Linked DNA regions of Sus scrofa: region 1 is linked to region 2. A link is a contact called in public Hi-C data. All regions are on one chromosome and are shown on one strand. The core of a region is the stretch at or near the end of the contact, and the rest is flanking DNA. Distances in the headings are between cores, read along the strand shown. Region 1 holds the start of PMS2 (mismatch repair endonuclease PMS2). Region 2 holds the start of USP42 (a long non-coding RNA gene).

Evidence for each region. Hi-C and Micro-C count contacts between places; a contact is called where the count stands out from the background.
Region 1: a contact with region 2 is called in a Hi-C map of fetal liver, with 2.4 times the contacts expected there. A contact is called at or near these places in 1 of 5 promoter capture datasets (liver), 19 of 47 Hi-C or Micro-C datasets (alveolar macrophages, embryonic fibroblasts, epiblast stem cells and 11 more) and 2 of 2 datasets of targeted methods (alveolar macrophages and skeletal muscle).

Annotation. Positions count from the first base shown.
Region 1 is chr3:5,115,856-5,119,800 of Sscrofa11.1, reverse strand. It overlaps PMS2 (mismatch repair endonuclease PMS2), which reads right to left and starts at 1,799. Exons shown (of 14, transcript XM_021086081.1): 1 at 1,660-1,799. AIMP2 (aminoacyl tRNA synthetase complex interacting multifunctional protein 2) reads left to right here and starts at 1,882. Exons shown (of 4, transcript NM_001244557.1): 1 at 1,882-2,153. The coding sequence starts at 2,019.
Region 2 is chr3:5,046,125-5,049,872 of Sscrofa11.1, reverse strand. USP42 (a long non-coding RNA gene) reads left to right here and starts at 1,546. Exons shown (of 18, transcript XR_002342221.1): 1 at 1,546-1,692.

The sequences.
Region 1 (3,945 bases), core at 550-3,049, 70 kb before region 2:
ATCAAAAGTCTGGTGGGAAACCTAGAGCGTTCATATCAAAATCAAAACCATCTTAGAGGAGTTCCCACTGTGGCTCAGCAGTAACAAACCCGACTGGGATCCATGAAGATGCAGGTTCAGTCCCCAGCCTTGCTCAGTGGATTAAGGATCTGGCATTGCCGTGAGCTGTAGTGTAGGTGAAAGACGCAGCTTGGACCCTGCATTGCTGTGGCTGTAGCGTAAGCCGGCAGCTGTAGCTCAGATTGGACCCCCAGCCTGGGAACTTCATATGTCGCAGATGTGGCCCTAAAAAGCAAAAATAAAATAAAAATTTTAAAACCATCTTAGAAACTGGGTACAAAATGGATAACTATTCCTTTGATTGTCTTTGAATCCCCACTCCAAATCCAGGCTGCATACTCCTGCTTTAGCAAAGGCCCTCACAGTTCTAGCTGCACCTGCTTTCAGAATTTTCCAACTGGTTTTTCTCCACTTTCTCTCTACTCCAACCGACACTCCATGCTACCACCTGAGCTACTTTAGAATTCACAGATCTGGTCGACTACTTTTTCTGCTTAAGATTTTACTAGCATCCCATTGTCTGCCACGTCATTTCAAATCCAGTCAGAATTACACCCCAATCTATTCTCTCTGTCTCTTTCTCTCTCTCTGGTCAATCCTGTACCCATTGCCAATTTCCCTCTATTCTGGTCAGAGTAAACACCAATCTCCTTTAGACACTACTCCTTGCCTACACAGGTGTGTCCAGACCACTCCCCTCCTCTTCCTCTGCCTGGCAAACTCCTGCTCATCCAAAAAATGTTCATCCATGTGTTAAATTAATCACTTCCAGTAAACTGTAACATGGATGTAACTGAACATCGGGGCCTCCCTGGGAGAGAAATCTTTGAGGATTTCCCACAGCATCTAACACAGAGTTGATACGCAGTAAACCCCTGTAAAATAAAGAAACATCTTTTCTCTTCATTCGACCTTGCAAAGAATCCCACTCAAGTCTGTCTTAAATGTGGAAACTGCAGATGACACCAAATAAAGTGGAAGAAGTATCTTTAAATATTTGGCCTTTTTCCGCCCAAAGGCTACAAGTACATTCCTGATATTTATTTTGAGGGGTGGAGATACAACATTTACATACAGACGGCAACTCTGGGTTCAAGAATCTGACACTGAGTGTGAAAGCGCTACCTGAAGATTCGCTAACCCGAGTGCGTGTACTTTACCAGCCAGTAATCGCATACTCAAGGAGATAGAGAAGTACTAGTTTTTTTTTAAGACTGTGCGGCCATGCAAATTAGCTTGTACCTTAAAGCCTTCCCTAAAATAACCCTCAATTTTACAAAAGAGAGAGAAAGCAAGCAACCATGTAAAAAGAAAATGAATTCCGTTCAGGGGGATTTCAAGGTCCACGGCTTCAGATCCACGGATGCGACGCAGCGCCTGCGCAGGGCCTGCCTGGGAGCCGGCCGAATCCCCGCGAACCCCGACTTCAAGGTGCACCCACAGGGCAGCGGGGCCGGCTAGCGAAGAAAAGCCCCTCCCAGGCCTCCGGGCCGCCAGCTCGCCCAGCGCCGCAGTCACTTTCCCCTCCTTTCCAGGGGTCTGGAACGCCGTGGGCCTTACACTCGGCGACGGCGAAGGGAGACTGCACGCACGGCTCACCTCGGCCCCTCGGCTCGCTCCATGGATGCAGAGCCTGACCAGGGACAGATCGCGCCGCTTCTCCTACACCGGACCGGCCGCCCGGCCGCCCACTGGCTGCTCCGGACACTGCGCCCCGCCCCCGCCACTTCCGGATAAGGCTGGGAACGCTTCCCACAGTCCCCCTCGCTGATTGGCGGTTGTCAAAGGTCGAGTCCGTGACGTCAGGAAAGCAGAGGCCAATTAGAGCACAGGAACTGAGCTTTCGCCAACGCTAGTAGCTGGGTCGGAAACGAGGTGTCTGCGGTCCGTCTAGGATTTGGACGGTTTTTCAGCGTTCGTGTCCCTCACTCGCCACCTTCCCTCCTTTGGGTCCCACGATGCCGATGTACCAGGTAAAGCCCTACCACGAGGGCAGTGCATCTCTCCGTGTAGAACTTCCCACCTGCATGTACCGGCTGCCCAACGTGCACTGCAGGACCGACAACCCAGCGCCAGCCACCGGCCACGTGCAGGTAGGAGCCGGCGGGCCTTGCCCCTCCCCCACCACCAACCCAGTGCGCAGGCGTCCGGGCTGCTCTCCATCCCTTGCCTGTTCAGCGCGCAGGCGCTCTGACTCTGCCGCGGCCCCACCCCGCCGCCCTCTTGCTTAGTTCGCAGGCGCCGCTGCCCTGGCGGGCTCAATTGGGGGACTGCGGGCTGGAGCCCCTCTAGGACCCCGCGGTGGGACGCAGCTGTCCAGAACTCGCCGAGGGGGCCGGGCCCTATCGCCCTTCCCACCCCAGCCTCACGCGCCCGTCGGTCTCGGAGTGGCTGTAATTTAATTCTCTCTTAAAAGATCCATCTTTTTTTTTTTTATTGTAACTAAACTTTTTTAGTAGGAAATTTTACTTACAGAAAAGCGAGTAGCCCGCAAATGCTTATTTTGAGGAATTATAAAGCTAATCCAAGGGTCACCACTCAGAATAACACGTTGTCAGCGCCCCCTCCTAAAACTACCCCCCAAGTTCCCTCCTTGCATGGTCAGTATGTCCTGCTTTTCTCTCTTATTTCATCATCTAAGAATCCATTCCTAAACTGTAGTGTTGGTGTAAGTGGAAGCGTGAAGTTTGTGCCCTGCAGTGTCTGGCTGCCTCTTCTGGACATTATTTTAAGAATCGCTTTGCTGCATGAAAAAAAAAAAAAAACCCGAAGCGTTCGCCCTCTGCGGTCGGCTGCTCCTTCGCATGGCTGTGCCCCAAGGTTATAGCTCCCAGGCCACTGCTCACGGGCGTTGGCTGGTTTTCCATTTCGGGCTCTATGAATAATTCTGCAGTGAATATTCTTGTACTTGAGGAGATGTAAGGTAAATTCTAAGCGATGGCATTGCTGGCTCAGTGGGCTGGTCTATCTTCAACTGGACTAAATTGCTTTCCAAAGCAGTCCTACTGGTTTGTGCTGTCACCTGCAGTGCATGCGAATTTCTCATGGTGGCAGCCCTCCACAAAGCTGGTCGGTGTACGGGGCATCCTAATGTCAGTTTAGTTTCCATCTCCCAGACTTTGAAATCAGTTGAGCACTTTCATGTTTATTGGGCATTTTGATTGCCTCTTTTGTGAAAGTACCTGCTCAACTTTTACTTTTTTAATTATTGCACATATATGTCCTAGTCTTCCATCTGGAGAGACCTTCTGCTCATTCTCACTGAAGATGAGTAAATAGATAAGTTCCGTGGCTCATTTTCCGTGTCATCCTTTGTCTTAAGAGCTTTCTGCCTTGAAGAGAGGTGGTTAGTTTATTTGAAACCAAATGACACAGCTGTTGTCTCACTGCAGGCATGGTCCAGTGTCTCTTCACCTGGACAGTCCCCATGGAACCAAAAAGAAAGACCCAGAGTGGGGAGTGTCACATCTCTTTTGAGACAAAGTCCTGTTTTTTAACAGGACTTTGGGCATTAAACTGCTAGATGTTCATCTAGCAGATGACAGCAGCATGGACAGACAGATAATTAGAAGTCTGGCATCTCCAGGGGAAATGAGAAAATAAAATAAACTGCTTCTGAATACATGTAAAATGAAACAGATGGATAAACAGCACACCAAGGGATAGTGCAGCTTGAGTGAGGAAAAGAGCGGGCCGGCATTAGAAGGGGTGGCAGGGAGTTCCCGTCGTGGCGCAGTGGTTAACGAATCCGACTAGGAACCATGAGGTTGCGAGTTCGGTCCCTGCCCTTGCTCACTGGGTTAACGATCCGGCGTTGCCGTGAGCTGTGGTGTAGGTTGCAGACGCGGCTCGGATCCTGCGTTGCTGTGGCTCTGGTGTAGGCTG
Region 2 (3,748 bases), core at 297-2,796:
CCCTTTTTGTTTTCTCAAACCACTTCAGTGTTCTGTTCCAAACATACAACTGATATCTTATCAATCACTTCAGTAATTTCTTTTTCTTTTTTGTCTTTTTTTAGGGCCTTACCCATGGCATATGGAGGTTCCCAGGCTGGTGGTGGAATTGGAGCTGTAGCTGTCAGCCTGTGCCACAGCCACAGCAATGTCACATCTGAGCTGCATGTGCGACCTACACCACAGGTTACAGCAATGCAGGATCCTTAACTCACTGAGCGAGGGCAGGGATGGCACCTGCATCCTGGTGGATCCTAGTCAGATTCCTTTCCACTGAGTCCCGGGAACCCCAGTGCTATTTTAAAAGACATGCAACCTTTAAGGCGAGTAATAAGATTCTAATGAGGGCTTCGTGGAAGAAGAGGCAGGAGTGGGATTTCCATAAGCAGATGTAAGAGTGGGTTGTTTGAAGGTATTATGGCTGGGACACAAAAGAGCAAAGAGGACTGGGGGCCCTCAGTGCCAGGCGAAGTTGCTGAGACTTTTCTGTGGGCCAAGAAAGTGGCTAAAGGCTCTTAGGAGGGGAACAACATCTGACTTGTGTCTTTGAAATATCGTCCTGGCCACAGTGTGAAGGTTTAGAGGGAGTGAAGTGACTGCAGGGGAGCACCAGAAAGGAGCCTGTGGGAAGGATGCGAGTGGCGAGAGGGCAGGTTGCTTTGAGGAGGGTGGGGGTTATAGCCCCTGGGTAGGCTGGCTGTGACCTGGTCTAAGGAGTCAGATCGGTTGAGGAGGGAGCGAGGACCCAGGTCAGTGCAGGGGAGTGGCGCGTCCTGAATCCAAGCAGGGAACCGAACAGGGAGGAGCAGGAGCCTGGGCAGGGGAGATGGCCACGATCAATCAACTCCTTCTCTGTTCGACCTCGCGGTGGAGACCGCCAGGAAGCGGCTGCAAGTGTGCACCTGGCTCTTGGGAGCAAGCGCTGGTCAAGCTGCTCCCAAAGAACGCGCAACGCTGCGATGTGAGATGAAACCGTGCTTTTTCTGGAGCCGGGTTTAAAACTCGCTTCCAATGGCGCAGTGAGTGAAGTCCGAGGGCGCGCTAGCGCAGCGCTGGGTCCGGCGTTCTCAAATGCCGGGTCGCTAGGCCGAGGGACGTCTCCCGGAGCCGCGTCCGTTGGGAGCACCCAGGTGTCCCACGTGGGCAGTTCACCCGCGCGGGCCCGGCCGAGCGCGGAAGCAGCGGCGTCGTCTCGGCCCTCCCGCGTCTCCTCCGGCCCCGCGGCAGCGGAGCGCCGCGCCGTCTGCTGCCTCCCGCCGCTCGGGAAGGACCTCACCGGCCCGCGCCGCGCGGCTCGGCTCCGCCAATCAGCGCGCTCCTTCCGCGGCCGGCCGGCGCTCCAGTGACGCGCGCGCCAGCCTGCGCCCGCGGCGCTTTGGCGACGGCCCCTCCCGCGCCCGCCCGGCCCGTTAGCTGCGCGCCGCGCCTCTTGTGCGACGGCCCCTGGGCGGCGGCGCGTGCGGGCGCGGCCTTGGCGCGCCCCCTGGCGGCCCGGCGGGGATCTGCGGGCGCGGCGCTGACCCGGAGGCGGCGGCGGCGGTGCCCGGATGGAGGCACGTCATTGTCCCCCGCCGGGCGGCTGGGCTGTGTGCGGCGGCGGTGGCGGCGGCGGCGGCGGCCGAGGGGGATGGAGCGAGCGCCGAGCCGGGTCAGGTAAGCTCCCGCCTCCTTCCCGCCCGCCGCTGGCCGGCGTGGGGCCCGCGCGGCGCCCCGCTCGCTTCGGCCGCAGCTGGCCCGGCCGCCTCTCAGCCGGCGCGGCCCGCCGGGGGCTGGCGCGGCCCCTCGCCCGCCGCCCCCTCCGCAGCGGCGGGCCGCCCGGGACCCCGCCGCGCCGGTGGCAGCGCCGCCCCCGCCGGCCGGGCCAGGCCGCTGGGGAGGGGGCGGCGGCCGCGGCGGCGGCGGGGCGCCCGGCGAGCGGGGCTGCGCGGGGAGGCCGGACCCCCCTGGTTGCCATGGACACTGCCCTCCCGCCCCCGCCGGGCCCAGCCCGCCCCCTCGGCCCGTGGGTCGGGCCCGGCGGGCGGCTCCGGGGCGGCCAGGCCGGCACGGGGCGGCCAGGGGTGGGCGTGTGCCGGCCGCCGACCGCGGAGCCCGGCGTCCCCGGGCCGCCCGCCGCCCCCCGCGTGGCTGCCACCTCCCGCCCCGGGGCGCCGCTCGGAGCCGGGGGCTCGCCTCCCCGACCCCCCAGAGAGACAAAGTTTCCCACCCGGATGCCCGCCGGCCCGCCCGCGGTGCCGGTGCCCCCGCGCGGGGCCGTCCCCCCGGCTCCTCCGCGGAGTGTCCGAGTTCCCCACGCCGGCCGCCGGGCGGAGCGGGCACCCTCGGGGGGAGCGAAGGGGCGGGCCGGGTGGCCCGGCGGCGCGTCCCCCAGAGCTGCGCTGCCCTGGTCCTGTTCTTTATTTTCGGGGCAGGGGGAGCCAACTTACCTGGCGGGGGTTGGGGGGAGAGGGAGATGAGTTTCAGATGTGAGAGGTGAAGGTTTGACGGGACAGAAGTTTTACAGTCTAGGACTTTAACCTCGCTATAATGAATGCAATTGAGATTACTTTTGTTGAATAGCTCTTTTATATTCAGGGAAGCCTTAGGGCTTACTTGTTTGTAGGCGCACACGTTGGTTATTTAAAGTAAATACGCTCAAATAACAGTAAAACTGCTTGAAAAACTAGTTAACGCCTCTTTTCCGAGGTAGCAGCAGTATTTTGGGTTCTTAGCCGTTTTAGTGGCGTCTCAAATTTTAGTTGTACGTTTTAAACGTAATTCTACTCTTTCGACTTGATTATTCATTCAAAGTGCTTAGGTGATATGAATAATCGTTTTCACTTGTTTGTTTTTATTTAGGGTCAGTTTCACTTTCTTTTCTGTATCATTGAATTAACTCTACAGAGCTTGGTTGGTAAAAGTTTAAAGGTAATTGATTTGTTTACGTGAAAATAATTAAAATCCACGTTGGGTCTTTTTAAACCTCCGGAATGGAAATGCATCGTGAATGTGGATTACATTGTCTATTAAGAAGAGTGTAACAGTTTCTTTTTCTGTGTATTGATATTAGTACTGCAATGTATGTGAAATGCCACAATGTTTAAATAGTTTTAAAACAAGAGAGAAGCATGCATTCTAGCGTTTGGCCACCACAAGGGAGAGATACCATGAAAGGACAGAATTATAAGATTTTCACATAAAACACTGAACAAGTATACTTAAAGGACGCACATGTGAAGTCGATTAGTCGCATTCCTTCGCACACATCCTACCTTGATTCTTTTTAAGAAATTGCTTTTAAAGTGTAGTTGATTTACAGTGTGGTGCCAGTTCATCCATCCTTGATTCTTGCGCTCAGTTTTTTGCAAACATGCTTTTGTAACTTTTTGTATATCCATCATCAGAAGATAATGAGAGACATTTAAACTTTTCATTGAAGTAGTTACTTAAAAAGTCCTGCGGTTCCTAACAGTCATGTTTAGTGACTTTACTGAGAGTCAAGAATTTGTAACCGTCTGAATCCTGAGCCCCACACAACGTTGTTAGGCTTCCAGAAAGGTTTTCTCCCTAGCAGATGGAGTTTAGTTTAATACCTGATGGTTTCGGGGGGAAGAGTTCATTGGCTGAATACATAGGAAGAAGAATGGATGGTTTTGGTTTTTCCAAATTATCGTACTTGATAGATTGTTATTGATGACTGTTTTGTATGTTTTTCTAATTTTTTTTTGAA